5 separate regions of the Mus musculus genome follow, and regions 2, 3, 4 and 5 are each linked to region 1. The links are chromatin contacts, called in public Hi-C, HiChIP or PLAC-seq and promoter capture Hi-C maps. All regions are on one chromosome and are shown on one strand. Each heading gives the region's core, a stretch centred on a gene start, on an enhancer-like site or on the middle of the called end of the contact. The rest is flanking DNA. Distances are from core to core; before and after follow the strand shown. Region 1 holds the start of Trim25 (tripartite motif-containing 25). Region 2 overlaps Pctp (phosphatidylcholine transfer protein). Region 3 holds the start of Cuedc1 (CUE domain containing 1). Region 4 overlaps Gm38534 (a long non-coding RNA gene). Region 5 holds the start of Ccdc182 (coiled-coil domain containing 182).

Region 1 (5,367 bases), core at 2,131-4,630:
GAGCAGGAATCCTATTATGATTGCCAGCCATCACCTGGATCAGGCCAGGTATTTAGTCCTCTCTTGACCAACCAGGTCCCATTTGGCTGTGCAACATTGCTGGACGGAAGATATCAGCTATATCAAAAAACAAACACACCCTGCCAGCCGATCCCTGGTCTCCCATCAGCGGATCCCAGTAAAGGTTATGGGCCATCCTGCGCATTACCACCTGCCATGTGTGTATATAAACTAAAAGGTGGGGGAGATGTGTGGGGCTCCGGGCTTCACAGATGAGAAACCCATGCCTCCCGGGACACTCTACTTCAATGATCTCTGTATTAGAAGGCAGATCTGTTTGCCTCAGACTCCTTCAGCTCTTGCTCTGTAGCACACCTACCGTGTAATAGGTCTTTGTGACTATCTCCCCCTTGGAATTTGATAAACACGGAGCGTGCTCGGCTCTCCAAATGATCGTCATTGTCCAACCAGCCTTTCTCAACGATTCAGCCTAGAAAGAGAATTCCACATTTCCCCTTGAGTCACCAGACTCCTCCACCCACGATAATTAGGTTAGAGGTGGATTCTATACTGTTCATTTCCTGGAAACTGTCTCCTCCCTCCCTTGGCAGGCAGACAGGCAGGCAGCATTTTGTAGTAGGAAATACTTGCCTTCTGGAACCAGATAGGGCGTGTGCCAGCATCCATTGTCTTGGCTGGATTGCTTGGCTTCTCTAAGCCTTTTTGTTTCTTTTTTCTCTGTAAAGTGGGATGGTTTTATCTACTTCACAGGTTGTGGTAAGGACTCCCAGCCTTCCACCCCAGCAGAATGTTTTCTTCTTTTTCCATGCAGACAACTACCACCACCAAAATACGAACCAGAATAGATGGGATGATAAGTCTTGTGGAAACAGAAGTCCATGTGATGAAACTTAGGGGAACCAGCGCTTAGGATGTTATGCTGGGCAGCCCCAAGCTCATCCCAGCTCCTTTGTAACAGTATCCTGACCTTCACAATAAAAATGGATGTAGGATGCCCCTCTTAGGGCTTCGTAAAGGTGTCTTGGTAATATTCTCCATTTGTTTGGCACACAGTAGGTGCCTCATAAACAATGGCTATTAGATACTATGAGATATTTACCTTGTCCTTTTGGCTGCTTAACATTGTCATCCAAGGTAAACTCCCATAATCCCTCAAGGAGCTTCTTTCCCACAGTGGAATTTCCCATCAGACACTCGGATTCTCCTGTCCACCCTTCTGTTCTGCACTCAGCCCAGATTGCAGGACTGCCTTACAGAACTAAAAACAATGTAAGCCTAAATGAATGATTTTGAAAAAAAAAAATTGAAGCTTCAATATTGTGTGTGAAGGGGGCTGTCGAGATGGCTCAGTGGTTAATAGCGCCAACTGCTCTTCTGAAGGTCCCAAGTTCAAATCCCAGCAACCACATGGTGGCTCACAACTATCCGTAATGAGATCTGGCGCCCTCTTCTGGAGTGTCTGAGGACAGCTACAGTGTACTTACATATAATAAATAAATAAATCTTTTTAAAAAAATTGTGTGTGAAGGCTGGAGAGATGACTCAGCAGTTAAGAGCACTGACTGCTCTTCCAGAGGTCCTGAGTTCAATTCCCAGCAACCACATGGTGGCTCACAACCATCCGTAATGGGATATAATACCCCTCTTATGGTTTGTCTGAAGACAGCTACAATGTACATAATATAAATAAATCTTTTTTTAAAAAATACTGTATGTGCACATATAAGAGAGAAAACATTTGTTAAATTTGGGAGTCCCCAAATCCCAAGTGAGTAAAAATTTCTCTTTTTTTTTTTTTCAGTATTGAAAATTGCTAGGCAAAGGACTTTACCACCAAGCTATATTCCCAGACCCTTATTACTTAAGTGAGGGTAGGGTGGGTTCTATGTAGCCCAGGCTGGCCTTGAATTTGAGTTCCTCCTGCTTCAGTCTCCCCAGAGAGAGTTCTGGGATAATAGGTGTGTCCCACCTCACCCAATTTAAAAGTATTATAACCAATCTGGCTTAGATGAAGAAATTCTTAAGAGACACTTGTGTCTCAATCTGTTACATTATTGAAACAGTGAACCCCAGAGAAATGGGAGTTTCCTTGGAATCTCATGCTGGGAGAGACCAGAGGGAGAATTTGTCTCCTGGGAAAAGATTTCACAGTTAGTACAGCTTGTGGGACAGAACAGCTTACCAAATGAGATTGAATCCCAGACAATGATGGGCCACTGGTAGGCTGGACCAGGTCTGGACTGGCACTTAGATACAAATATTTTTGCCTTCTGTTTTAACTCTGTTCTCACTTCAGAACGGGGAAGGTGGACTTGAGGGGTTTGCTGGGTCTCTTTTTTCTGTTTTCCTCTTTTAAGTAGGCTCATTTAATTGGCTTAAGGACCGGTGGCTGGAGCTGACTTGGGGCAAAAGTTGTGACACCCAACTTTTGTAATATTAGGTTTTGTTGTTGTTGTTTTAAAGATCATCTACCATAAAAGGAACACCAGATCTGAATGGATGACCATAGGGTCCTGCCTTTAGGGCTTGGGAGGAGATTTGTCAGAGCCCACCATCAGGAAAGAAGAGGGAGCTGCATACAAAGGCAGCACAGCTGGAGGGAAGGGGAAGGGAGGGGGAAGGGAAGGGGAAGGGAGGGGGAAGGGAAGGGGAAGGGAGGGGGAACGGAGCGGGAAGGGAAGGGGAAGACAGCCACAGTCCATAGAATTGTGTTTTGTTTCTTTTCTTTTCCTTAAATTATTATGTGTATGTTATTGGGGGAGGGGGGTGTCAATTTTGTGCAGTCTTAACCAGGGTTTTAGTAATTGTGTTTAGGTCTCATATTCTGTTGTACAGCCATCTCCCCAACCCTATTTTTAGATGTTGAGACGGCCACTAACTCTCTAGCCCGGTCTGACATCGAACTCACGGCAATCCTGTTGCCTCAGCCTCCTAAGTGACTAAATTACGGGCACGAGCCACCAAGCTCTGGGTCAACAGTATTTTGTTCTGTTTGGCTTTGAGTTTTAATAAGACCGGTCCTGTTCTGGAGGGATGATTGGTGACACCTCGGGGACACAGATGAATGTTCTCCAAAGCTCTGCTGCACTGTGCTAGGACGTAGGCCCCGACCAGGAGGGTGGGAATATTCCAGCCCCTGCGACAATTCATCTGCAGAGTGCCTCTGAAACTGCACCTGGTAGCCCTTGGGTCGTGCGTCGCTCGGGTCCGCGGGGTGTGGAGAGCATCAGAGTTCCCCAGGTCCCATAATCACCTTTGGCTTCCAGCACCAGGAGGGAAGCCTCCCGCCCACTGTCCGGCCCCCAGGGACCCACGTGACTTCCTGAAGCCCCAGGGCGCCGCCCCTCCTGTTCAGTTTCGATTCCTTCCTCGCTGCTTCTTAAGTACCGCGCGGTAGGGTGCGCAGCTGTCCCTGCGCGTCACGTCGGGTGAGCCCACGAGCGCGATGGCGGAGCTGAATCCTCTGGCCGAGGAGCTGTCCTGCTCCGTCTGCCTGGAGCTCTTCAAGGAACCTGTCACCACTCCGTGCGGCCACAATTTCTGCATGTCATGCCTGGATGAGACGTGGGTCGTCCAGGGCCCGCCGTACCGATGCCCGCAATGTCGCAAAGTGTACCAGGTGCGCCCGCAGCTGCAAAAGAACACGGTAATGTGCGCGGTGGTGGAGCAGTTCCTGCAGGCCGAGCAGGCGCGGACCCCGGTGGACGACTGGACGCCTCCTGCCCGCTTCTCCGCCTCCAGCGCAGCCACCCAGGTGGCCTGCGACCACTGCCTGACGGAGATCGCAGTGAAGACGTGCCTCGTGTGCATGGCCTCTTTCTGCCAGGAGCACTTGAGGCCTCACTTCGACAGTCCGGCCTTCCAGGATCACCCCCTACAGTCGCCCATTCGTGACCTTCTGCGCCGCAAATGTACCCAGCACAACCGCCTTCGGGAATTGTTTTGTCCCGAGCATGGCGAGTGCATCTGCCATATCTGCTTGGTAGAGCACAAGACCTGCTCCCCTACGACCCTAAGTCAAGCCAGCGCCGACCTGGAGGTAGGGAGTGGCTGGTTGAGGGTATAGAGGACAGCTTGGATCAGCTGAATTGTGGAGAGGCCATCCTGGGTATCCCTGTAGTACAGTGGGTTGCTAGAGGAGATAGGCTTTGCTGGGCCAGAGATCCCATTCCTTCACAGACCTCATGGCCTTAGGCTCCGTGGGCCGCAGTCTGGGAGTTGGGCAGTAGGAAGCCATCCCCACAGACCAAACAAGTAGATTTTATATAGCCTCCCGCTCATCCATTATCGCCTGCCTTCTCCAGCCCTCTTAGTTCTATTTTACATAGAGCACAACGGAAGGCACAGGTAAGAGTGCCTGCCCCAAGTCTGTGTTTGTCCAGTGGAGTTCAGTAGTTTTGAATATTAACCAGGAACCCTGGGGGTTACCTCTCCAACCCCTTCAGATCCTGGCAGCACGAAAGGGCTGTGTCTGTTTAGTTCATTCCACAGCTCAGGGCTGTGTCTGTTTAGTTCAGGAAAACAGGCCCAGAGAAATTAGCTTAGCAGGAACCAGGCTGCTTTGAGTCACAGCTTCTGGTTTCCTTTTTCCCTGTAGACCACAGATCTGTTGAGTCCAGAGCATGGAGCAGTCTTGGAAGCTTGAGGTTAAGGGTAACAGAAGCCTCTGTTGAGGAGGGTGTGAATGGATAGTGAGTGTGAACACAGAGCCTCAGAAATCCCTGCTTGTGACTTTGGCACTGTGGTATAGCCCTTTTTTGGTTGTTTTTAAGACTGTCTCACTATGTAGTCTTAGCTGTTCTGGAGCTTGCTATATTGACCAGGCTGGCTTTGAACTCATGGAGACCTGCCTGCCTCTGCCTCCCAAGTGCTGAGACTAAACGCACGCGCTCAGTTGGTGTAGTCCATCTTGCTGTGTGAAAATTGAGCAGGGCCTGGCGTGGTGGCGCATGCCTTTGATCCCAGCACTCGGGAGGCAGAGGCAGGTGGATTTCTGAGTTCGAGGCTAGCCTGGTCTACAGAGTGAGTTCCAGGACAGCTGAAGCTATATAGAGAAACCCTGTCTCGAAAAACCAAAAAAAAAAAAAAAAGAAAGAAAGAAAAGAAAAAAGAAATTGAGCAGGAATTGGGCCTCTGGACCTGGGTCCGCCTTGCTAAAGACTGGAAGCGTGTGTCAGGGAGTCAGGGTTCCTAATGGCCTTGTGGGGTTGCAATGATTTTAGTGGCTTTAGAGGTCCCCCCCCCATTACAGACTCAAAGCAGTTGTTGCCTCTCTTCGGTACATTTGTCAAAGTGTGATCTGATCTCCTTTCTCTCTCAAACGTCTGAGAACTTGAGGCCTGTCCC
Region 2 (5,367 bases), core at 1,394-3,893, 1.0 Mb after region 1:
ACACTGTAATAAATAACTCCAAATATGTTTCTGCAAGAGTGGTTTGGATTTTCCTGAAGTCTCCCACAGCTACCTCTAAAAATGTCTCACATCCCCCATTTACAGCAAACCATACTGGGTGTCTAATGCTCCATTTCTAAGACCGTTTCCTACACTTCAAATACTGAAAGGTTATGTGGATGGCAGTGAATTTGCCAGTATCATGCATGGAACACAGTTGCCAGAAGAACCAGGTGGGGGTGGGGGAAGTGATATGGTGCACACCCACTTCCCCCCTTCCGGGAGAGCCCCCAGGAGCATGTGAATGGCTAGTGAGTATTCAAGAATCGGGTGGCTCTTGCAATGAGTTAGGGAGAACCATGCGTGGGAAATGAAGAGAAAAGATGGCATGATTGGACAACAGAGCAGAGTCCTTTATGCCTGTTCAACCAAGGGACTGGTTGAACATTTCTCCTCTCCTGTGCTGGAGAGCATCCAAGTGACACTCTCTCCCTACTCCAAATGGGGACCTGATATTTGGATCTGTGCCAACTCTTCTAGGACTGAAAAGCAACAAATAAATAGCAGAGGAGAAAGGCTCAGAGTTTCTGGCATGATGGGTCAGCTAAACTGATATGTACAGATCTCTGAGTTATCAGCTATGCAGGACAACAAGGTAGCTTGATTTGGGGCAGCCTCAGTCCAGCTTTGTTGTTGTTGTTTTGTTTTGTTTTGTTGTTGTTGTCTTTTTTCTTACTTGCTCCTAAAAGCAATCTTAATTGACCCAAAATGGTGCTCACTGACACTGCAGAATTTTATTTGAAACTTTTGATACTAGGAAATGGTGAAAGTCTAAAGAAAAATGGCCTTGTAAGTATAAGGACATAATTCTGGATCCCCGGCACCCTTGAAAAACCAGGGTGGAAGGTGGGAGAGATAGTTCAGCAGTTAAGGGCGCTTGCTGTTCTTGCAAAAGACGTGGGTTAAGTTCCCAGCAGCCACACTGGGTAGTACACAACTTCCTACAGCTCCAGTTCCAGGGCAGCCAGCACTCTCTTCAGTCTTCCACGGGCATCTGCATGCACATGTAAACTCGTGTAGGCACGCACAAATGTAAGTAAATAAAGAGGGACACATGTGGATGTGCGTGAGCTCACACAAGAAACATTGAAAATGCCAGCTCTCCATCCTTTTTGGTATATAATATACTGACTACAAAGGAAATGCAAAACAACAACGGAAAACCATTTCTCCATATGGCAGGACGGACTCAAAAGAGCAGATTCTCCGAAGTCCCTTTCTTAGCTTCATAACCCATTAGCTGGGCTGCCTCTCCACACTGATCAATCAAAGGAAAATATTTGTTAAACTAGCTAAATGAACTTTTCTCCTCGCTTCAAGGCCCTGATCTTTGACCAACTCTGCCTACCTTGAGCCAGCCTACACTCCCTTTGTTGAACAGGAGCAAAGGACTCTCTGCTTTCTTGTCCAATATCACCATCTTTTCTCTTCATTTCCCATGCATGGTTCTCCCTAACCCGAGATACTATTATTTAGAAGAGAAACTCACATGCCTAACTGTCACCAGGCTGAAGGCCTTAGAGCCAAAGAGCTGCCCCCACTGCAAGAGCCACCCGACTCCTGAAAGTCTCTGCTAGGTCTGGATGGAGTCTTTATTTCACATTACTTTAAAACAGAATGGCAGAACAATGTTACAACTTACGGCTATTGGGGAACACAATGTGACTATGTATAACTTCCCTAAAACACTAGAGGAATGCAAAGCCTTGTTAAAATGCAAAGAGAAAGGACCATGAGGTTCTCTGAGAATAATGGAGCCTCTCTGGATTCCTGGTGAGCATCTTACTTTTCTATTGCTAAGCAGAGACACCATGACCAAGGCAACTTATAGATGGGTTTATTGGAGGTTTGCTTACAGTCTCAGGAATGACTTCACTACCATCCCAGGGGCTGAGGATCTGGTAGCAAGCGTGCAGGCAGGCAAGCAGACATGGTGCCAGAGAGGAAGGTAGCTGAAAGCTTCTACCCTCACCCGAAAGTGTGTGTGTGTGTGGAGAGGGGATGGAAATGCTTTTGAGTTTTGAAATGTCAAAGCCTGCCCCCAGTGACACACGTGTTAAAGTGACTCCTTAAGCAAGACCACCTCTCCTAAGCCTTCCCAAACATTTCCACCAGTGGGGACCAAGCGTTCAAACCTATGACTCTATGGGGATCATGACCCTTCAAAGCACCACTGTGAGCTTGGTGACTTGGGGAGCCAGAATGAGGATCACTGGTTCCAATGCAACCCCAAACCCATGGCTTATGCCGAAAAATAAGGACATATGAACACAGAGTAGAGCAAATAGTTTAAGGAAAAGTGAGAAAGAATTCCAGAGAGCAGGAACACCTCTGAGGGAGGACCACTGGTATACTGCTCTGCATGGTAGCCCAGCCCAGTAGCTATGGATAGAGACTGTGGTAATTTTTATTAAGACCGGTCAGTTTTGAGAACATCACAGACCAAGGTTGTAAGGGGTCTGCATGCCTTACAACATGCTTTCTCCACCGATTTGAAGAACTGAGCCTACATTGTTTGTTCAGTCAAGAGTGTGGTCACGTGAGTCAAGTGGGCCCCGCCCTTCTCCCAAAGGAGAAGGCCTTTAGAGTGAGCATTAAATTGATGGTTAATGTTTAACTTGGAAGAGGCACAAAGAACTACGCATGTCCTTCCATTAAGTAACTCACGGAAAACTCAAAAGCTGGAAAGGATCTAGGCTCTTGCCTCTGAGAAGCAATCGGGCATAGGCCTCTCACCATGTGCTTCCCTTGGTGACCCATCAGTGGTCACTGTGATAGCCACACGCTTTGTTTGGAGGAGGTTTTTCCGATCACTTGGGCATGCTATGATTCTTTCAATAATATCAGGGACGGTCTTGTCAATTTCGTTTCCAAGCAATTTTCCAGTCATGAGCTTATTGACTCATCTGTGTGGTCCTTGAGGTAGACAGGGACATTGCTGTGATCTCCATCCTTATATGAAGCAATGAAACTCGGAGATACTGAATGACTTCCCTCAGTCTGACTTAGGGAACAGTACCAGGTCAAACAGAGAGTGTGAGTCTTTTGACACCAGCTCCTTCTACCCCAAGAGTGTCTCACTTAGCTCCACCCCCCTCTGCATGTTTTATCCAAACCTCAGGCTAATAACTAAGGTAACCAAACCACAGGTTGATGATTCAAAGAAGGCCCTTTGCATAAGATCTTACCTCAAGCAAGGACCAAAGACCAATGATTTAAGAGATCCGGTGACTTGCTAAGAGTCAACCGATGGCACAAAGCATGGATAACCTGTCCCTTCTGCTGTTCTCGTTCTCAATTCAAAATGGACACTGCACTGGGAGCTTCCTTGGGTCCCTAAGTCTGGTGCATTTGCCCAACAGGACCCTTGATGGCCAAAATGTTATCTCTAAGATGCTGTTTCTGAGCTAGACGCTGCCACCTTTTTCCACTGTCATCGCTAAGAGCTGTCTCCTAAACTCTGTAGCCAGAAAGGACAGCATGGTAGCGGCAGCATGGGCTTGGAGCCATAAGCGGAGCATAGTCTAAGTTCGCTGTCTACCTATCGGTAAATGGGTCAAAGAAGAGTTTCCAAGTCATAGGATGTGTTTGAGGGTCGTGGCCATAAGGTGACCCAGCTGAAGTCTATGACGGGCGTAGACATTTGATCTCCTTTCTCCCGTTTAAGAAGTGAGGACAGAGGACCACACATTCTCCACATTTGGCGGGAGGGCGAAGCCTACATATCACCTGCTCTATGCCAGGCACTGAGCTTAGGGACATAAGTAGAATCCCTACTGCTACTGGGGTGACTAAATGTTAAGATGTGATTCTGATGGCTTACATAAACACCACGCTAAGGGGATTTTTTGGGGGGGAGGAGGGGGGTTTTTTGTTTGTTTGTTTGTTTGTTTTAATGATGGCTAAGATTTTTGTTTTTTAAAGAAAAGGTCATGCAATTTACTTTCAGTTGCACAGCTACAGCTACTGACACGCCGCTCATGCAACCTCAGCAGAGCGAGCACCATGAATTTACAGGAGAGAAACAGAGACTACCAACACTTTATTTTCAGTTGGCCTTCACAGTTCCCACATAGAATAATCACCTATGGATAGAACCTGCCCCTCCACACCCTCCTGACCTGGTCCAAACAGAGGCGCCGCCCACGAGGGGTTGGTGGAACTTATCTATACGCTCATGGCGGACTGTAAGGCAGCCAACAGCCACCCTTTCTAGCCCTGTAAAGGCTCCCTGTGCTGTGCCCTGACCTGGCCTCTTGCAGCAAAGTGCCCTCCCACTGCACGAGGGGACAAGGTATCCTTGTATAAGCTGCGGGTGCTCACCAACTCCTGCCATTCTAAGGGACTTAATAAACCCAAAACAAATAAAAAGTATGCATGTTCACCAAGATGAAGTCAGGGGTCAAAGGTGAAGCCGCTATGGCCACAGACTGTTAAGAATACAGCTGGCTACATCCATGTAATATCTCAAAACTCTCTAAGAAACCGAGATGGGGTTAAGACCTAAGGGTCGCAGGTCTGCGTTATAAACTGGATTAGGTCCAGCTATGGGGTGGCAGATGAAACTTCTGTTCTGCTGAGATGGACTCCTTGTCAGCTAAGGTCAGCCGAGCTTCCTTCCCAGGGCCGCAGTGCAGCCGGATCAATGCAGTTTCACTGTCCTCTAGGGCCTGGAAGAGCCTCCTAAGGACAGCGGTGCCAGGTAGAGCCATCGCTGGGACAGGACTGTTGGCTCCTCACCTAGCTGAGACACAGCCAAAGGACTAGTATACACCAGAGAAGTCCCCTTCGCTTCACCTATGTAGAGTTGATCATCAGCTGCATCCTTTCGGCCCAGCATCTGTCTAAACCAAAGTTGTGACCTCTGTGTGTTAAGAGTCAGATCTATAGGCCATGTTGGTGACTGTTGCCATGGTAACGCAGTCCTGCAGGACACGACTGTAGATCACCAGGAAAGATCTCCTAGAGGCCTATGGTTCTTCTTTTCGGAGAACCTACGAGTACTGCTCAGAGGACCACACTTGCTCCCAGGGGGTCATTAACCAGAACATCAGGGACAGCTAGTCTTACGACAGACATTGGTTTGCCTTCAGCTCCTCGCTGCCCTGTTTTCAACTGTTTATACCATTACTCAGATGAAACAAAGTCCAAGCAAAAGTTTGATGTTGGAGAGGATGGTCCCGAGGGAACTTTCCATGTGGGACACGTTGTGACTTAATAAAGACTAGAGTCTTACGCACATAAAAATGTTGCTTGTCAAAAGTTCCCGCCTAGGAAGGTATGTTAGCGTGGTGCTTGTCCGCATGT
Region 3 (5,367 bases), core at 1,566-4,065, 900 kb before region 1:
GTGGATCCCTGGGAGTTTGAGATAGGTCTGGTCTACACAGTGAATTTCAGAACAGCCAGTGTTATGTAGTTGAGATCCTGTCTCAAGAAATATTAAGTGGATTTTTGCTTGGGATTAGAACAGATTCCAGAAATTTTTGAAATGGCCCTAAACATACCTTGCCAACTTGTACTCTGTGTTAAACATCACTGGATGCTCTTCCAGAGGACCTGGGTTTGATTCTCAGCATCCACATGATGGCTCACAACCATCTGTAACTCCAGTTCCAGGGGATCTGATGCCTTCTTTAGGCACACATGTGAATGCAGGCAAAACACCCAAATACATTAAATGAACTAGACCTTAATCAGCACAAGTAAGGGACCTGAGGCACAGAGAGTTAAGTGCCTGGCCCCAAAGTCATGTAGCAGGTTGAAGAAGTCCTAAAGTTTGGTGCCCACTGAAAACTATTAACCTCTGTGAACACATCCTAGGACCTAGTTTGTTGGAAGAGCAGGAAGGAATTGGGTGCTAGAGAAGGCTACTGAAGAAGCGTGGGGGTTGTTGGGGAAACCTTGTAGGATGGGCAATCTGTGGGGTGGGAGAAATTTCAAAGAAGCCTTAAAAGCACCTGGGGTTGTATCAGAGCCAAGAAGTGGGGTAAGCAGGAGGTTCATGGGTTTAGACAACCAGGTTCCTGCCAGGGCCTCCCACAGAGTGTAGCTCCTGGGATGACTGGGGAAGAAGGCCAGACCGCAGGAAAGAAAAGCTAGAATGAGGCTGGAACAAGTAAGAGATATGCGTCTCCATTTTAGAGGAAGTCTACTTCGGATGAGATGACATTACTAGGGCGATGGCTTGCGGGCAGGGCAGGATCAGGACAGGATTAGTTTAAAAGGGGGCATCTTGAAGTGTTGGTAGGCTTGAAGCAGAAAGGGGACGGTGGAAAGAAAGAACGGATTGGAGTTCTCTGAAGCAGGCAGGAAGTTTGGCTAGAGAGCAGGACGGGTCTCTCACCAGCTGTGGAGAGCAGAGCACAGGGGCTGGAGCCAGGCAGCAGCTGTGGGAAGAAGTAGGGGAAAGGGAAGGAAGGATGGCTACAGCTGGAGAGCAACAGAATACCCAGGAAGAGGGAGGGCAGGGACTGAGCTGGTTAGCCTCTGTGCCAAGAGGTGGCGTTTAGATGAGGGAGGAATGGTTTTGAGTTTGTTGTTAGCCTCCATGAGATCTCCAAGGGACCTGATGCTGGAGACCTGAGGCAGGCAGCAGATAAGAGGGGCTGGGTTGCAAGAGAACCTAACCTGAGCCTCTAGGTGCTCAGAGCAGCAGTAGGGGAGAGTGAAGTTGCTCTGGGTATGAGAAGCAGGGGTGGAGGTGGGGGTGGGGGTGTAGGGAGGCAGGACTGGGAAGCTGCTTCCGGAATCGACCCCAAAGGAGGACATTGAAAAGCTCACAGACAGGCTACTTCAAGGGTGACAATCACAGCGACTAGCTGGCTTTGCTAACGACTTGAATGAAAATACATTTCATAAGCATCCTAGAGGCACGCACAAACAGGAAAATCTCCAGATTGGTAGCCCCCACCCCAACCCCAAGTCCTGAAATGTCAAAGTGACTGGGACAGATTAGAGAAAGATTCTGCCAATAAGCAGAAAAGTGACAGGTGAAGTTAACACTACAGTATAAAGTGACAAACTCGATACCATCATCTAGGCTTTACTGGCCGAGAGGATAAATCCTGAGCGCTTGGTGACATCTCAGTCAGCAGCCACATCGGAGGACTTCAGAGTCAGAATTTTTCACGTGGGGTCCTGATAGTGTGAGGGTTCCCGGAAGCCGGGTGAAGGGGCATGGGCAGAGGGGCCGAAGGGAACAAGGGATTCTCAGAGGTGGGGTTTCTCCCAGGGTATCCTCAGATTCCACCTCGCTGAAGAAATTACCCTTGACAAGCAAAGGATGGAGACTCTGGGGCCTTGGTTTGTGATTTTCACCATCAGATGTCTCTTGGGTGAGCATGCCCAGACTTCTCAGCAAAGATTGTAAGTCTTCGGAAGAGGAGAGGGCTGTGTGCAGGGCTCCACACACAAATGGGCAGGCTCTTCCATCATTCCCTCTGTTCCCTTTTCTCATCTCCAAATTAGTGCACAAAACCAAACCACTTGGAAAATTAACCAGTTGATCGACCGTTTATTAAAACGTTTGTGGAATCCCTTATCGAGGCTCAGAAGCCTTTGAAGTAATGGCGAATGCTGGGTGGAGATAAGATGTTAGTGGGTGGTAACTTTGATTTTCCTAATCAACTTCACGATTTCCTCTGGCCTCAATATTACATTTTATTTCCTGAACTCTAACTCCGCAGAGCTGCCACTTTCCCACACTCCTGATGTCCCCAAGCCCAGAGAGGTTCGTGCATCTTCTACAGCCCTCACTAGTGGCTCCTCGTGTATGTCTGCAAACTCTCAGGTCAGCCTTGCATTTAGGTCCCCCTCTTTCCCAAATTTCCCACGTCTCAGGTCTCCTTGCTTTAACAACCCCTTAAGGTGCTTCCCAAGTCGGCAGAGCCCAAGCGCATCACACCGGGCCATAAAGGGAAGATCACAAGTCCTCAAGAGGAGCGGTCTGTGCAGGAATGCACAGAGGAGACTGTCCCAGTGTCCTCAGAGGCCCCTTGCCCCTTATCCCTCTCCCCTTGCCCCGTATCCTGCGCAACCGCATTGGCCTCGGGATCCCTATTCCTGCTTCCAGTCCTGGGGAGAGGGTCTGGGGGTGTCGCAGCCTGAGCCCCGCCGCGCGCGCAGCCCCGCTCCTCCCCGCGCGCCCCACTTGTGGCCCCGCCGGCAGCTTCGCAGGGACAGCTGCATTTCTCGCCGCCCGCCGCTAGGAAGCCGGCCTCGCCTCGCTTTCTCCGCCTCCCGGCGCCCAGCCGCGCCGCCGCGCCACCAAGCCGGGCTGCCGCTGCCGCCGCGGGACCGCGCCCCTCCCCCGCCGCCCGACCCCAGCGGCCCCGCGGGAGCGGACGCGCGTGCGGTGCTCGGTAAGACCCCGATTCGCTCTCGCCGCCCCTAGCGCGAGCTCGCGGGCGCCGCGCTCCACCCCGGCCCGGTGGCCCCACCTTCCCCGGGAGCATCGCCGAGGCGCGGCCGCGAGGGCCGGGCCGTCGCGAGTTTGAGTCCTCGCGCGGTGGCCAAGGCTGCCCGGGAGCCCGCGGCAGGTCCCCGGCCGCCCTCCCTCCGCCGCTGCCCGCCTCGTTCCTGGTCCTGGGCACAGGGAGCGTGCGGAGGATCCCGGGGCCGCGATCCGAGGGGTGGTCGCCGGCCAGCCGGCGCCGCGAGGAAGGGACGCGAGGCCTTGGGGAGCCTGCTCAACCCGGGTCTCTCTGCTCCCCGGTTCCCCGCTTTGTGTGGACACCCTCCCGGCTTCGCCCGGGCTTGGGGGCGCAGCCTGAATGGCGATGGCGAGGCGGGGGCCTGGGTTGGGAGCTGAACTCCTTTTAGGGGGAGGGGAGAATCGTTTCCTGCTCCCGCCGTGGTCACCGGTCGGTTCAGCCTTTTCTGGTCCCACCCGGTCCCCTGGGAGCTGCGTCTCTCCGCGACCCGGCTGGAGAAAGTTCAGAATGCGCTGTCCCCGCCCCTGCTCCCCCGCCCCTCGAACTCTGAGTGCCTGGGGCGCTGAGCTCCAGGGGGCCGGGGCTTGCCTTTATTCCTTCAGCGCTCTTGGGTTTCTCTCTGAATGGTTGGTGGCTTGCCACCCCAGCATGGGCTTGTCCATTTTCTTTCCTTAATAAAAAGTTTCAGCTTCAAGAAATTCATACTGCTATTAAATTCCTGGAGAGGGTGTTTTAAGGAAGAGAGATTTTTAGATTTCCTTTATTTGTTTGTTTATTTACTTATTGTAAGAATAGAGGGTGGGGGTGGATAATTGGGAAGATAGTGATGAGATACCCTAGAGGTGACGTCGGATAGAAGACCATGTGCCTTGGTCACCACCTGGTCCTCAGTAGCCTGAAACCCAGGAAATACACCTTGCAACACCCTGAGCCACCTGGCCCAGGAGAAGGGGTTCTGGAGTTGCTCTGGCCCTCCCAGCCCTAAGGTTCTTTACAGACCTATGGAGTTAACTATGTATGCTGTTTGAAGGCAGTGTGTGATACTAGGAGTCTCCTTATCTTATAGATGTCATCTCATTATGAAGTTTGGCTCCTGCTGGATCGAATGTGAAGTGGGACCTCCGTTTAAATGGAGGGATGGTACCTTTCTTTATGTAGCTTGGCTTGGGCCACCAGAGGTTCATCCAGAAGGTTGGATTGGAAATCACCCGTCCACACTCTCTTGCTGGATGGAGCAGGAGACAAGGAAACAGCTGGGTACAGTCTTGAAAAGCAGAGGCTCTGGGCAGTTAGGGTAGCTCAGGGTTGGTGAGAGATGGAGAAGGCCAAGTCTCAGAGTTAGACCAAGGGCCTCTTTGGGATCTGGTGAAAGCTATACCCTAACCACACTGCCCCAACATGCACAGGTGCTGGAGCATTCCTGTGCACTGCCAGGGGGCATAATATGTCCCCTTGGTGCTAGGGTTCTAATTAAGACCCCTATATTAAGAGTTTTCCGTCTAATTCAGGCCTTTTGGAGCAGATTCCAACTTTGTGGCTAGTTAGTAGATAATCCCAGGGGGCCCAAAGTAGAAATGCTGTGAGGTTCTTTCTCATGCCACTTTGAACTTGTGGCCATGGAGACCTGGAAGCTCTGGCCCAGCTCCCAGCTCCCTCCAGTTAGCTAGAGGGCAGGGGCAATTGAGGTGGCCATTCTCCCAGGACTAAGTTTGCTGTCTGTTTGGTGGGGAGGCCCTAGGTACCGTGTTAGGGCCACAGGGCTATTGAATGAAGGGGAAACAAAAGGATAAGTGTGGGTGAGTATAGGAGACGTTTTCAGGAGCCCCTGTTTGTCTTAGGGACACGAGGGGCCTCGTGGAGAGCATTCGTAAGTATGGAAGAAGAGTCTTCTTGGGGAGCCTTGGAGCAGATTTTCCCAAGAAAACAGTCAGGGTAATTTGCAGTTCTTTTCATTTCTTGAGACTTCAGAACACAAATGGAGGACAGACAAGCCACTGAGGCTCATTGCCTGTACAGTTCCAGAGACGGTGGTTCTGCTATTCTTACCCATAATGCTCTGGATGCTGGGCTGTTGGGATGCTGTGCAGGTGTCTGCTTGAGATCTGGAGGAGCCCAGGATCTTCCATGTCAGACTTCTCTGCCTCAGTACTCAGAAGTCTTCCTTAGGCTCACGCCACCTCTGATGGACCAGAGGCCCCCCCCCCTTTTTTTTTTTTTTTGGTTTTTCAAGACAGGGTTTCTCTGTGTAGCCCTGGCTGTCCTGGAACTCACTTTGTAGACCA
Region 4 (5,367 bases), core at 1,903-4,402, 770 kb before region 1:
TCAGGGCTGAGGCCTGAGACGATGTTACTGTCCAAGGGCTGTGCAGAGCTTGGTCCAGCCTCTCACTGGCTGTGGCATTCTGGAGAGCTGCCCCCACCCCTGGGAGAGTGGCCCCTGCTTCTTCCCTGGGCAGCACAGTAGAGCTGGCCCTGATGGCATGAACGTGGGACAGCTGGCCCTGCCACTCATCTGCTGTGCAGTGGCTCAGGCACAGGAGAGAGGCCACACTCTCCTCCTTGGTCACTTGCAGCAGGCAGAAGAGCTGGTCCCTGAGTCATGTGAGCTGGACAGCTGTCCCCAACCCCTCACCAGCTGTAGTGCTTGGGAGAACAGGCTCCCTGCTCTGCCACTTGACTGGACAGCAGAGTAGGGGGTGACTCTGGTGGCCTGGGTACAGGTGAGCTGGCCCCCGAGGGTATGAAAGCCAGAGAGCTGGCCCTGCTCCTTGCCAGATGCTGGCATTGGGTGAGCTGGCTGGGGCAGTGCTAGGGAGCTTGCGCTGGGGATGTGGACTGGGGAAGAGTTGGCAGTCTGGCCAACTCAGCTACCGCTCAGCCCAGATCCAGGCTTTGAGTTGGCTCACCCCAACATCCACCATGTATGAACTGCTAGAGCTTGTGAAGGGACCAGTCCTGCAGATTTAAAGCTGCAGGAGCTCCATGATACAGGGCAACAACAGGTTATCTGAGAGGAGTCCTGGGGAGAATCCCAGTATTGAGGGTGTAGCAGAAGCCAGAGGCCTCGAACCAGACCAGTGACTCGTTGTAATGAACATCTGCAAGTAAAGCTGTGTGGACAAAAGGGTAGACTGTGGGACACACTGCAGCTTCCACCATGAGATATATATTTTTTATCTTTGCTTTGTCTTGTTATTTCATGCGGAGGTCGCAAGGGCGGTGGGTAGATGGGAAGGGATGGGGAGATGAGTGGATTGGGGTGCATGAGTGTGGCACCCACAAAAAATCAATACAAAGCTCGGATAGAAGGGTGAACAGCTATCGTGTGCACAGAGCTGCTACGATCTAGTAGGAGAAGAGAAAAGCACTAATGACTGCGTCCCGGAAGTGTAAGTCACAGAAGAAATGGAACTGGGCTGTGACGGCACACGCCTTCAATCCCAGCAGATGAAACAGAGGAACCAGAAGCAGCTGAATCTCTGAGTTCAAGACCAGCCTGGTCTACAGAAGTGAGTTCCAGGACAGCCAGGGCTTCACAGAGAAATCCTGTCTCGAAAAACCAAACTCTAAAACATGCGAGCTCATGTGTGTGTGTGTGTGTGTGTGTGTGTGTGTGTGTCTGCATGAGTGTTTTACCTACAAGAATATGTGTGCACCACATGAATATCTGGTATCTGAAGGCATTTGATCCCCTGGGACTGGAGTGACAGAGGCCATGAGCTGCTGTGTAGGTGCTGGAAACAGAACCCGGGTTCTCTCTGCTAGAGGGCCAACTTCTCCTAACCCCTGAGTCACCTCTCCAGTCTCCTCCTTTCTGCATTTTTTAAATCTTAAATGTAATTAGGTTCTTTCTCCCTCCATTCTTCTCCCTCCTACCCTTCCACATCTGACCAATCTCGGCAAATCCACGGCCTCCTCTTCTTTAGCTAATGATGTTAAATATAAATGAGTAAACGCATAGCTATAATCCACTGGATCTATACAGTGTTGTCTGCATGTATATGTTCCTAGAGCTGATCGCTGGGTATTAGATAATTGATCCCAGGGTTCATTCCTGGGGAAAACTAATTCTCCCTCTCTCAAAGTTGTTAATTGCTTGTAGCATCTAGGGGTATGGCCCCGTGAGAGTTCCCCCATCTACCCATGGGCTGTCAACTGTTGGAATCCTTTAGACCATCTTTAGGCAGCCATGTTGCTGAGATCTCAGGGGCATAGCTTTTCTGACATAGCTAGAAGGCACAGTCTCACAGCAGACGTCCTGAGTCTACAGCTCTTACATCCTTTTCAACTCCTCTTCTGCGATATCCCCTGAGCCTTGGATGCAGAATCTGTGCTGGTGTAAATGTCAGTCATGCTGGCCATGTTTGCATAGGTCTGGGGCATTCTCAAAGAAAAATGACTCTCCCTTGCCCAACAGCAGTTAGCAATCAATAAATAGGTCCTCTGTGCCCAGTGCAGCCCCTTCTAGATCCAGGCTGGAATGTAACTGGTTTGACCTTGTGCTGCTGTGAGTTCACGTGAACAACAACCAGGCTTCTCAGCACCTCTCCCTCCCTCCAGGTCTTACATTCTTCCCACCCCTTCTTCCTTGCTTCCCAAGCTTGGTGGAGGTAGAGTGACTTTTTTTTTTTTTTTTAAAACAGGGTGTGAGAACAAACACCCATAGAACATTCTAGATGGAGGGCTTTGGGACTCTACAGTGTAGGCCCAGTTACTTCAGAGGCTGTTGGCAACAGCTTTCTCCCGTGCCTCCCAAGCTCTGTAGGCAAGACCAGACACATCCAAGAAACACTGTTTTCGCCCAAAGACTCCCCACACTTCCTCACTACCTTGCAGATCAGCCCCCCAGGGCGTTCCCCTGGGCCAGCCTTCACTCGGGCCCATCTCCTCTCACCACAGGCCTCTCCACAAACCCACTCAGATATGCACTAATGCCATTATCTTCCCGAAATTAAAATCAAGCCTCAACCTATAATGTTTCACGGAGAGGGAATTGGGGTTATATATTCCTGCGTTGAGCCGTATTCTATTTCAGTCATAGCATTTAATTATGATTGGTATGTTAGTGCCCACCGGAGCATAACAAATTGTCATTATGTTATTCTGCTGAGTCTAATTTAATTGGCAAGTTGTCACAAAAGCAATTATCCATCATTTATTTTGTTGCCACAACCACATCTCGAAGAGCACCTGCTGTCTGCAAGGAGAGATGTGCCACAGTCTCTCAGCCCTGGATCCAGGCCACTTATCTGACACAAAGACATCGCTTCCCCTCTGATTTAAAAATATGTTCTTCATTTCCTGCTGCGGTCTCATGCATCCTCTGGGGTGGGGGTGGGAGGAAGCCTCAAAGTGCCAAAGGAAATTCACGGGCTGTGAAGTCGCCTGAGGCCTCACAGGGAGGCAGGAGGCCTGTGGGATGCTGTCAGGGTGTGTGTGGAGGGCAGGGAAAGGGAGCTGTCCGGGGTCTGACTGGCTCTGTTTAGGCAGCCACTTGAGGGGTGATTTATAATATTGGCTCTTCTGTCTTCCTTTGACATACCCCGTACTCACTCCCTAGGGAACGGGGACTGTTTTGGGCATTTCCCAGAGGGAAAACTTGAACCCCTAGAACCAAAGGCCCCAAGTCACAAGGGACGTTTGAGGTTAGTACCAAGAACTGGTAAAGATTTCTGAATTCCAGAATTCTCCTGATCGGATGCTCACTAGCAGAGCCTGGTGGTTAACAGACATGCCCGAGTCCCAGACTGTTCAGGGACGGTCTTCTGTCCACAGAGCTCAGTTTCATACGCCCTATTTTATCATGTCAAGCTGAGGCAGAGTAGAAACCAAAGGAAGGAAGGGAGGAAAGGAGGAAGGGAGGGAGGGAGGGAGGGAGGGAGGAAAGAAGGAAGGAAGGAAGGAAGTAAGGAAGGAAGGAAGGAAGGAAGAAAAAAGGCCAAGGGCAGGTCATTAGATGTCATTCATGATAGAGCCTGGCACAGTGATGCCCAGTCTCCCCGAAGCCTTTGCTTGCAGACCTTTTAAGAGCCTGTTACCCCCACTCCCACAGACCCACCTGTCCACTGTTTTGAGCAGTGTCTCCCAACATCTGCACTGCGAGGCTCCTGAGAGACAGACAGGGGAGCCAAGTTGTCACGGGGATGTTTCGTTTTCCCTGAAACTGAGAAGCCCTCAGGGAGGGTAAAGCCTTGGGTTGGTTTGTTCTCTATAGATTAGAAGCAGGTGGAAAGAAATTAGCCATCTTATCCTCACTTCTGGAATGTTCTTATTAGCCCAGTCAACAAGGGACTCATTAAAAACAAAAGCCCCAAACAAACAAGAAACCCAAACTCCAACTAAAACAGAGAGAAACAAAAAAGAAAGCTAAAACTGCTAAGGAAAGGAAGGAAAAAAAATAAAGTCAGGTCTTTAAATAAACCAGCTCCTCCCCCTGGGTCAGACCAGCTCCTCCCCCTGGGTCAGACCAGCTCCTCCCTCTGGGTCAGACCAGCTCCTCCCCCTGGGTCAGACCAGCTCCTCCCCCTGGGTCAGACCAGCTCCTCCCCCTGGGTCAGACCAGCTCCTCCCCCTGGGTCAGACCAGCTCCTCCCCCTGGGTCAGACCAGCTCCTCCCCCTGGGTCAGTCACAGCAATTCCCAGGCTCACTATTTAGGAGCACTGGAAAGTTACAGCTTCCTCAACACAGGCAGACTGGACCGTCTCTTGCGATTCTTAAAAAAAAAAAAAAAAAAAAAAGCTCTCGATGCAGTCCCTGATAAAATTAACTAGGGGTGTGTCAGGTTGCTCCCTCTTGCATCAGTATTGTCCCTAAGGAACCTTCCTTGTGACCACGAAGTCCGTCCTGCCCCACCAGCATGGTGACCCGGACCTTTGCTCTTTGAGGGACGCCGGACGCCTCCCTCAAGTCTGAGGGGTTAGAACTTTAGAGTTTCTATGGAGCAGGGACAAGTTCAGGGCTCAGGGACGGGCTGTGCATGAGGCTCTCTGATCCACCCCCTAACCCGCATGGGCCCGAGCTCGTCAGAAAGTGAGACGCCAGCTTGCATGAATCACGAATGAGCTCACGGGCTCAGACTCTGAAAAGTAAGCTGGCTAAGTGGGTGAAGGACCATAAAAACACCTCGCATCATTCTTGACCCGGGAATCCCACTCGCATAAGCAAATTGCTTGGAACACAGAAGGAAGCCTTGTCCTCTGGCTTTATTTATATAGCGAGAGCAGAGGCTGTGAAGAACAAAGGCGCTTGGAGCACCAGGCTGTCAGTACAGGCTAATGCTAGACTTTCTTTTGTTTGTTAGCAGGGCTGTTGAGCCTACGTAATTTCCTAATTTCGTTAAGTAAGCATGGGTCGAGCACTTCCATAGCTAGAATCAGGTTTCATGTGGCTGTGAATACATCTGAGACAGAGACATAGAAGTCCCTCCAAAGTTACTGTCCAACTGCTCCTGTAAACAAGAACCTTGCCTTCAAGACTGGGGAGGTAGCTCAGAAGTAGAGCACTTGCCTACCACGTGTGCAGAACAACCTAGATTCCGAACACCAAGCACCACAAAAACAAATTACTTCCAACTTTGTGGCTTGAACAGCAGACATGTATTATCTTAATGGCTTTGTAGGTTAGAGGTGAGGAAGGGTTCTTTCTCACTGGGCTAAAATCAGGGTGTTGACAGGCCCACTATATGTTCTA
Region 5 (5,367 bases), core at 1,600-4,099, 710 kb before region 1:
CAGAGGACCCTGCTCACGATAGAATTCCAGGTCGTGGATGCTTTACTAGGTCTAAATTCCTTTCTCTTGACGTCTTGAAGGGAAGACATAGGTCAGCAGTTCTAATCCCTAAGAGATATGGGAGGGCAGGTGGAATGCAAGGCCTGACGTGGGACTTCCTGGCTCAGGGGAACACCCAGAACTTACAGATCCAATGTGACTTGTGGCCCTGAAGGCTCAGGAGGCCACTAGGCCTTGGTGACAGCATCAGCTTTCAGTTTCCTGTGGCTCCTAGAAAAAGGGGACTATGACGTCATCTTCCCAGTGGTCCTGGGAAGCACACTGGAGCGTCATTCAGCAACACCAGAGGAACTGAGAAAATGCTCTCAGTGCTGGCCTTCCTACTTTTGTGTCACAGCAATGGCTGTGACTTTTGCCATCCCCTGTGTGAAACAAAGTGGCAGAAAATGAGAGACAGGAAGGGAGAGGCCGGAAGCGGGGGAGAGACAGCAGAGGAGGAGACCAGAAGAGACACACCATTTCGTTCTCTCTTCTACCAATCTGGGAAATATTTATTGATGGAGAACCCAACAGGCACAAGGCCCTAGTTAAATACCCCACAGACCCCAAGCTGCTCCCTTCTGCTCCCCATCCCCACCCACTCTTAGGTGGAATTCCCAGGCTGCGGTTTCTCTGAAGGCCAGTAGGTGTCAATGTGTCAGCAGAAAAGCTAGGGGTGCCTGGCATTTGAGAGCCACCTATGAACCGAAATTCCATTTCTTCTGAGTACCACTGTTTGTGGGGCAGCAGGCAGGACACTTGAGGGTAAACAGGTTAAGGGACTCAAAAATCTCTGTTTGCCAGAGTTTACCGTGCCTAAGCAGATGGTAGACCCAGGTAACAGTTATAAGAGACAGAAGGAAGAGAATTGGGGGGAAGGGGTATGGAAGGCCTCGTGGGCCCATCTCTCATGTCACAGTTGGGGGGGGCGGCTCAGCAAGGGAAGACAACTGATGTAGGGCCACACAGCAGTTCCCGACTCCAGCTTTCCTGGCTCCTAGAAAAGTAACCACTTTTTCCATTCAACATTCCTTCTCAGTAAATGGAGTTTCTTGCAATTCAGAATTTCACCTCCATTTAGCTACAACTGTCCCTGCAATATGCCCCCTTCTGATGACTACTTGAGGCCACTAGCTAGTCAATGTCTCAGAGAAGGCAGCAGCCCTTATCATGGGCCCTGTTGTGCTAGAGTTGACTTATCCAGGCTCAGGATGGTTCTTCACTTCTGGGAGAGAGCAAGTTGGGAGCTTGAAGCTAACCTTGCTGGGAGTGTTTACACGATGGAAATCGGCAGCAGCTGCCCATCAGAGAGATTTTCTCTCCCAGGGACCTGTGTACTACAGCTCTCAGAAATGCAGAGAAGAAAACAGGGTCTCTAGGGGGAAAGGTGATCTACCAGTGAGACCTTGCTTCTAAGTGGTGAAGCCTGGACTCCAGTGCGGGAAGGTGGGTGATAGGCTGCTCAGAGATAAGAGACCTAACAACAGCCTTCGAGGTCACTTGGAAGTGGCAGAGTCTAGTTTAACCCCCGGGAGCTTACTCTGTGCTGTTCCACAGTGACAAAATAAAATATCAGAGGCTGAGAGATCTACAAAACAACAAAAACATTTGTTTCCCTGTAATTCTGTAATCCCAGAAGCTGGCAAGTCTAAAATCAGGGAGCTGGTGTCTGGTGAGGACTCTCATGCTATGCCTTCCCATGTGGAAGAAAGGCAAAGGTGGCAAGAGAAACAGAAAAGGGGTCAAGCAGAGATGATTACGGTAATGAACCCCATTCTAGAGATGACACCATCCATCTGATATGCTCTGCCTTCAAAAGCCCCTCACTTCTCAACGCTGATAGGATGTCAGTTTCAACATGAGGTGGGAAGGAGACAGACATTTAAAACTTGGCACTAGATGCTGCTGTGGCTGCTGTCCCAGGAAGGGTCATTGGTAGGATAGGAGAGCAGGAACCAGTTTGAAGAGGTAATTTATCTAGCTCTAGATGGATTGGCTTCAAGGTCGGTTGTTGGGGGGGGCGTTTATGTTTGGAGTCCCAGTGGGAGGTCTGGGCAAGAGACTGCAATATACAAAGGCAGAGTTTTGGACTGAGCCACATGTGGCTAGGAACATTTGCCTCTGTTAGAGTAACCAGGCAAAACCACACGATTTACCCGTATCCACAGACTCCTATCTGCCACCATCCAGGAACGTTGGGAAACATTACTTACACTCATTCCCTAGCTCCAGAATCCGGCAAGCACCCGGGAAGTTTTAACTGAATGAATATGAACGGCTCACTTTTATCCCTCGGGCATTTCTGTGAACCACCCTTTAAGAGCACACACATTTATCACAGTAAGTCGATCACCTATGCATTCTGGCATCATCTGGCCATTGCGGGAATATGGATATGGGATGGGATTACTCCTCTAGCATCTTGCACCATCATTTCTAAGAATGCCTTTGTCCTATTGGTGAGCCCGAGGAAGCCCAGACACCAGGCCGTGAAATCAGCTGTGCTCCTTATGGGGTAGGAGACTGCTCGGTCTTGGCAGCCTGTGAACCTGACCTGGCTTGCCTTGACTTAGCCAGTTTTCTCCACTCCCTCAGATTTGCCCTCGGGGTTAAAGGAACGCTTGAACGCCAGTTCTGACTGGGTGACCGATTAATGAAAAGCCTCATTTCAGGAGACTTGGGAAGCGCAGTAAATCTGTAGGTTACCAACAATATGCAAAATAGTGAACTGGGGGTTTTCTTTCTGATTGGCTGAAGGGTCGTGATGTCACAATGAGATGGGTCCAACGACTTCAAGTGATAGTGTTTCTAGCTCCCAAATCTCTGACTCAGTTTCTTGGCTTCCTCTCTGCAGAAGGAGATAATGGAAGCCCTCTTTCAGGCAGGGTCCATTCTTATGAAGGTGAATACCTTACAGGGCAAGAAGATGGTGGAAAGCGGGCTCCAGTCTGGGGACCTTTCCCTGTCTCAGTCATGGCCCTCCTACCTCCCTCTGCCGGCCGACTTGGAGATCCTACAGCAGAAGGTGGCCGGGGTACAAAGGGAGTTGGAGGACTTCAAGGAGGAGGCACTGAAGGCCATCCGTTACTTGGAGGACGCCTTCTGCCAGATGAGTGGCGTCCTGGCACAGCAGGAGGAGCAGGCGGCGCGAGTGAAGCAGCGGCTGAGGGAGGAGGAGGACCGAGGCATCGTCCGCAACAAGGTCCTCACCTTCCTCCTGCCCCGGGAGAAGCAGCTTCGTGAACACTGCCAGCGGTTGGAGAACATGTTGGTCAGGAGCCACAACCCGCTGCGAGCCATCAGGAAGAGCCAGGCGGACTGAGCGGCCCGCGCCCGAGTGTGCGCCCGAGCTGGCGGGCAAGATTGTTTTTTAATGGAAGGACAAACGCTAAGTCCCCATTTATTCCCCTTGCCCCATTTTTATTGCTTTCCTGCTACCAAAATAACACCATGCAGAGAGGCAAAAAAGACCTCAATATGGTTTTCGGGTGAAGTTCCGTTTATCCAGCCTCGTCAAGGAAGGAGGCCCCAGACACTATGTCAGACCTGTAACCATCCCCTCGAACTGTTTCCCGTTTGTAATGGTACGGTTGCTTGGATGTAGGGGCATTTTTCTTGAGTATTCTTAAACTGGTTGTGTTGAACAGATTTAACCTTTCTTTTAATGACTCCAGGCTTTCGTGATTTATCACTTCACAATTGGTTTCCTGAGACCTGTCAGTGTGTGTTCTATACCGAGACAGGTTGGGGGCTTAGTGAGAGAGAGGGCTTGCCCGCATCCTGAACTGGACTCAGACGGCCGGCTTTGTGTAATTCCTGACCTCGCCGTTTCAGTCTGCTTGCATAGTTGGACTATTGGTCCTCTCTTTTCCTTACTGCTTTGGTTCAACTCTGCTTCCTCTCCATTTACCCCGAAGACAGGCTGCTCCGTGGGGTGAACCTTGTTAGGTTTCTGATGGTGGAACTCTCGGCTCGCCACTGCACTCAAGGTGACATCTATAAGTTCGCACAATAAAACAGTGAAACTGACACCTTTATTTGACTCTCTGAACAGTAGTTGCTAGGGTGTCTGGCCATGTATCAAACAATGCTCTCCCCCCCCCCCATTACTGCCTGCCCCCACAGGTATCTCCTGAGGGCAGGACAGCACTTTTCAAATAGTCAACTAACCAGCAAACCCCAAACACTCTCTTATGTGCTCTCTCTGTGTTAACAAATGGCTAGTGCTCCAAGCCCAGGCCCCGAGTGTGTAATCATTTACAGTCTTGCAGGCTCACAATCCCCTGAACCAATCAGACTGTTTTTGGACTGGCTCCTTCTGGGGTACTGGAACAATCACTTGCGTGTCTCGAGGCCATTAACAGTCACTGTGACTTGTGTTTACAATCAGCCCTGGGTTCACCGATTCATATATTATTTCTCCGGCCCCTCCCAAAGGCTGCCACACATCAAGTCTTTGGGGTCTGGTGGCCAGAGGCGACACTGAGCAGTTGGGTGTCTCTAGTCCAGGGTTTGCAACCTGGTGAGTGCCCTCTGACCTTCGGGTGCAGTCTTGTTCATTCTCCTCCTCTATTCAAATATTTGGGTCCCCTTGAGTCGGCCTCTGCCAAAGGACCTTGCGACCCTTGGCTAAGCACAATATCCAGCTATCAACCGTCTTCCTAGAAGGGCTGTATCTCTGCTCTAACTATAGGCAGCTTCTCCTCTACTTTAGCTGATGTAGCAACTGAGTTCAATCAGCAACAGTAGTATTGATAATCCCACGATAGCTGAGAGTCATCAGGCCTGGTATATGCTGCCACATACTTCACCTCAGCATCATGAGGACTTAGGCTGAGTAACTTGCCCAAGATCAAAGCTGGCTGACTGGGGATCTGAACCTAGCACTAGCTAGCTCTTTTAGAGCCTGTGCTCTTAGCTGTCCTGGAGAGTTCTGGAAAGCTTTATGGGTTTCTGATAAATGCCCCTTAGTGTAGGTGAAACGTTGCTGAAATTGCTGAGGTTAGCTCTGGAAGAAGGGAGTGTTTCTTAGAGGAGAGTCCCAGACCACTAAACCCTGGAAAGAGACAGAAGACAGACAGACAGACAGACAGACAGACAGACACACACACACACACACACACACACACACACACACACACAGAACTAGGAAGGTTATTAGAGGTCTACCCTATCTATGTAGAGGAAACAGGATCTAAAGGCATTCACTCGAAAGGAGAGGACTCTAGTCTCCCACAGTACAGCCTGTGGTGTACTTGCTGAGGAGACATGGTGTGTGTGTGTGTGTGTGTGTGTGTGTGTGTGTGTGTGTGTGTGTGTGTGTGCGGG

What was found. Promoter capture Hi-C pulls out the DNA fragments that hold promoters and counts their contacts. Hi-C and Micro-C count contacts between places; a contact is called where the count stands out from the background. HiChIP or PLAC-seq counts read pairs in DNA pulled down with a chosen protein or histone mark.
Region 2: a contact with region 1 is called in a Hi-C map of liver, with 3 times the contacts expected there. The contact joins the enhancer-like site here to the promoter of Trim25 in region 1. A contact is called at or near these places in 3 of 39 promoter capture datasets (hippocampal neurons and liver), 1 of 484 Hi-C or Micro-C datasets (liver), 1 of 115 datasets of contacts at active chromatin or transcription factors (bone marrow-derived macrophages) and 1 of 9 other capture datasets (embryonic stem cells).
Region 3: a contact with region 1 is called in an H3K4me3 HiChIP or PLAC-seq map of bone marrow-derived macrophages, with 6 times the contacts expected there. The contact joins the promoter of Cuedc1 here to the promoter of Trim25 in region 1. A contact is called at or near these places in 2 of 115 datasets of contacts at active chromatin or transcription factors (both in bone marrow-derived macrophages).
Region 4: a promoter capture Hi-C map of pre-B cells shows a contact between it and region 1, with 3 times the contacts expected there. The contact joins the enhancer-like site here to the promoter of Trim25 in region 1. A contact is called at or near these places in 4 of 39 promoter capture datasets (the HPC-7 cell line, cranial neural crest, liver and 1 more), 1 of 115 datasets of contacts at active chromatin or transcription factors (the NIH/3T3 cell line) and 1 of 9 other capture datasets (embryonic stem cells).
Region 5: an H3K27ac HiChIP or PLAC-seq map of extraembryonic endoderm stem cells shows a contact between it and region 1, with 4 times the contacts expected there. The contact joins the promoter of Ccdc182 here to the promoter of Trim25 in region 1. A contact is called at or near these places in 2 of 39 promoter capture datasets (embryonic stem cells and hippocampal neurons), 1 of 115 datasets of contacts at active chromatin or transcription factors (extraembryonic endoderm stem cells) and 1 of 9 other capture datasets (pancreatic islet).

Annotation. Positions count from the first base shown.
Region 1 is chr11:88,996,023-89,001,389 of GRCm38.p6, forward strand. Trim25 (tripartite motif-containing 25) reads left to right here and starts at 3,381. Exons shown (of 9, transcript NM_009546.2): 1 at 3,381-4,060. The coding sequence starts at 3,467. Gm11496 (a long non-coding RNA gene) reads right to left here and starts at 3,414. Exons shown (of 3, transcript XR_388949.3): 1 at 3,197-3,414; 2 at 380-490.
Region 2 is chr11:89,994,413-89,999,779 of GRCm38.p6, forward strand. The region is part of intron 1 of Pctp (phosphatidylcholine transfer protein); the gene reads right to left. Among named protein-coding and RNA genes, the nearest start is that of Pctp, 5.8 kb to the right of the region's middle. Within about 2 kb of position 2,644, at least 12 of the 459 cell types and tissues checked have an H3K27ac peak or open chromatin away from gene starts, as enhancers often do. A contact at or near this core is called in liver, where this site is marked.
Region 3 is chr11:88,096,331-88,101,697 of GRCm38.p6, forward strand. It overlaps Cuedc1 (CUE domain containing 1), which reads left to right and starts at 2,816. Exons shown (of 11, transcript NM_198013.3): 1 at 2,816-3,013. 2210416O15Rik (RIKEN cDNA 2210416O15 gene) reads left to right here and starts at 1,728. Exons shown (of 4, transcript NR_045499.1): 1 at 1,728-1,798; 2 at 1,885-1,987; 3 at 2,339-2,422; 4 at 2,532-3,777.
Region 4 is chr11:88,231,184-88,236,550 of GRCm38.p6, forward strand. All of the region lies in intron 1 of Gm38534 (a long non-coding RNA gene), which reads left to right. Among named protein-coding and RNA genes, the nearest start is that of Gm38534, 2.9 kb to the left of the region's middle. Within about 2 kb of position 3,153, at least 237 of the 459 cell types and tissues checked have an H3K27ac peak or open chromatin away from gene starts, as enhancers often do. A contact at or near this core is called in the HPC-7 cell line, the NIH/3T3 cell line, liver and 1 more, where this site is marked.
Region 5 is chr11:88,291,194-88,296,560 of GRCm38.p6, forward strand. Ccdc182 (coiled-coil domain containing 182) reads left to right here and starts at 2,850. Exons shown (of 1, transcript NM_028859.1): 1 at 2,850-4,068. The coding sequence starts at 2,903. The coding sequence ends at 3,361.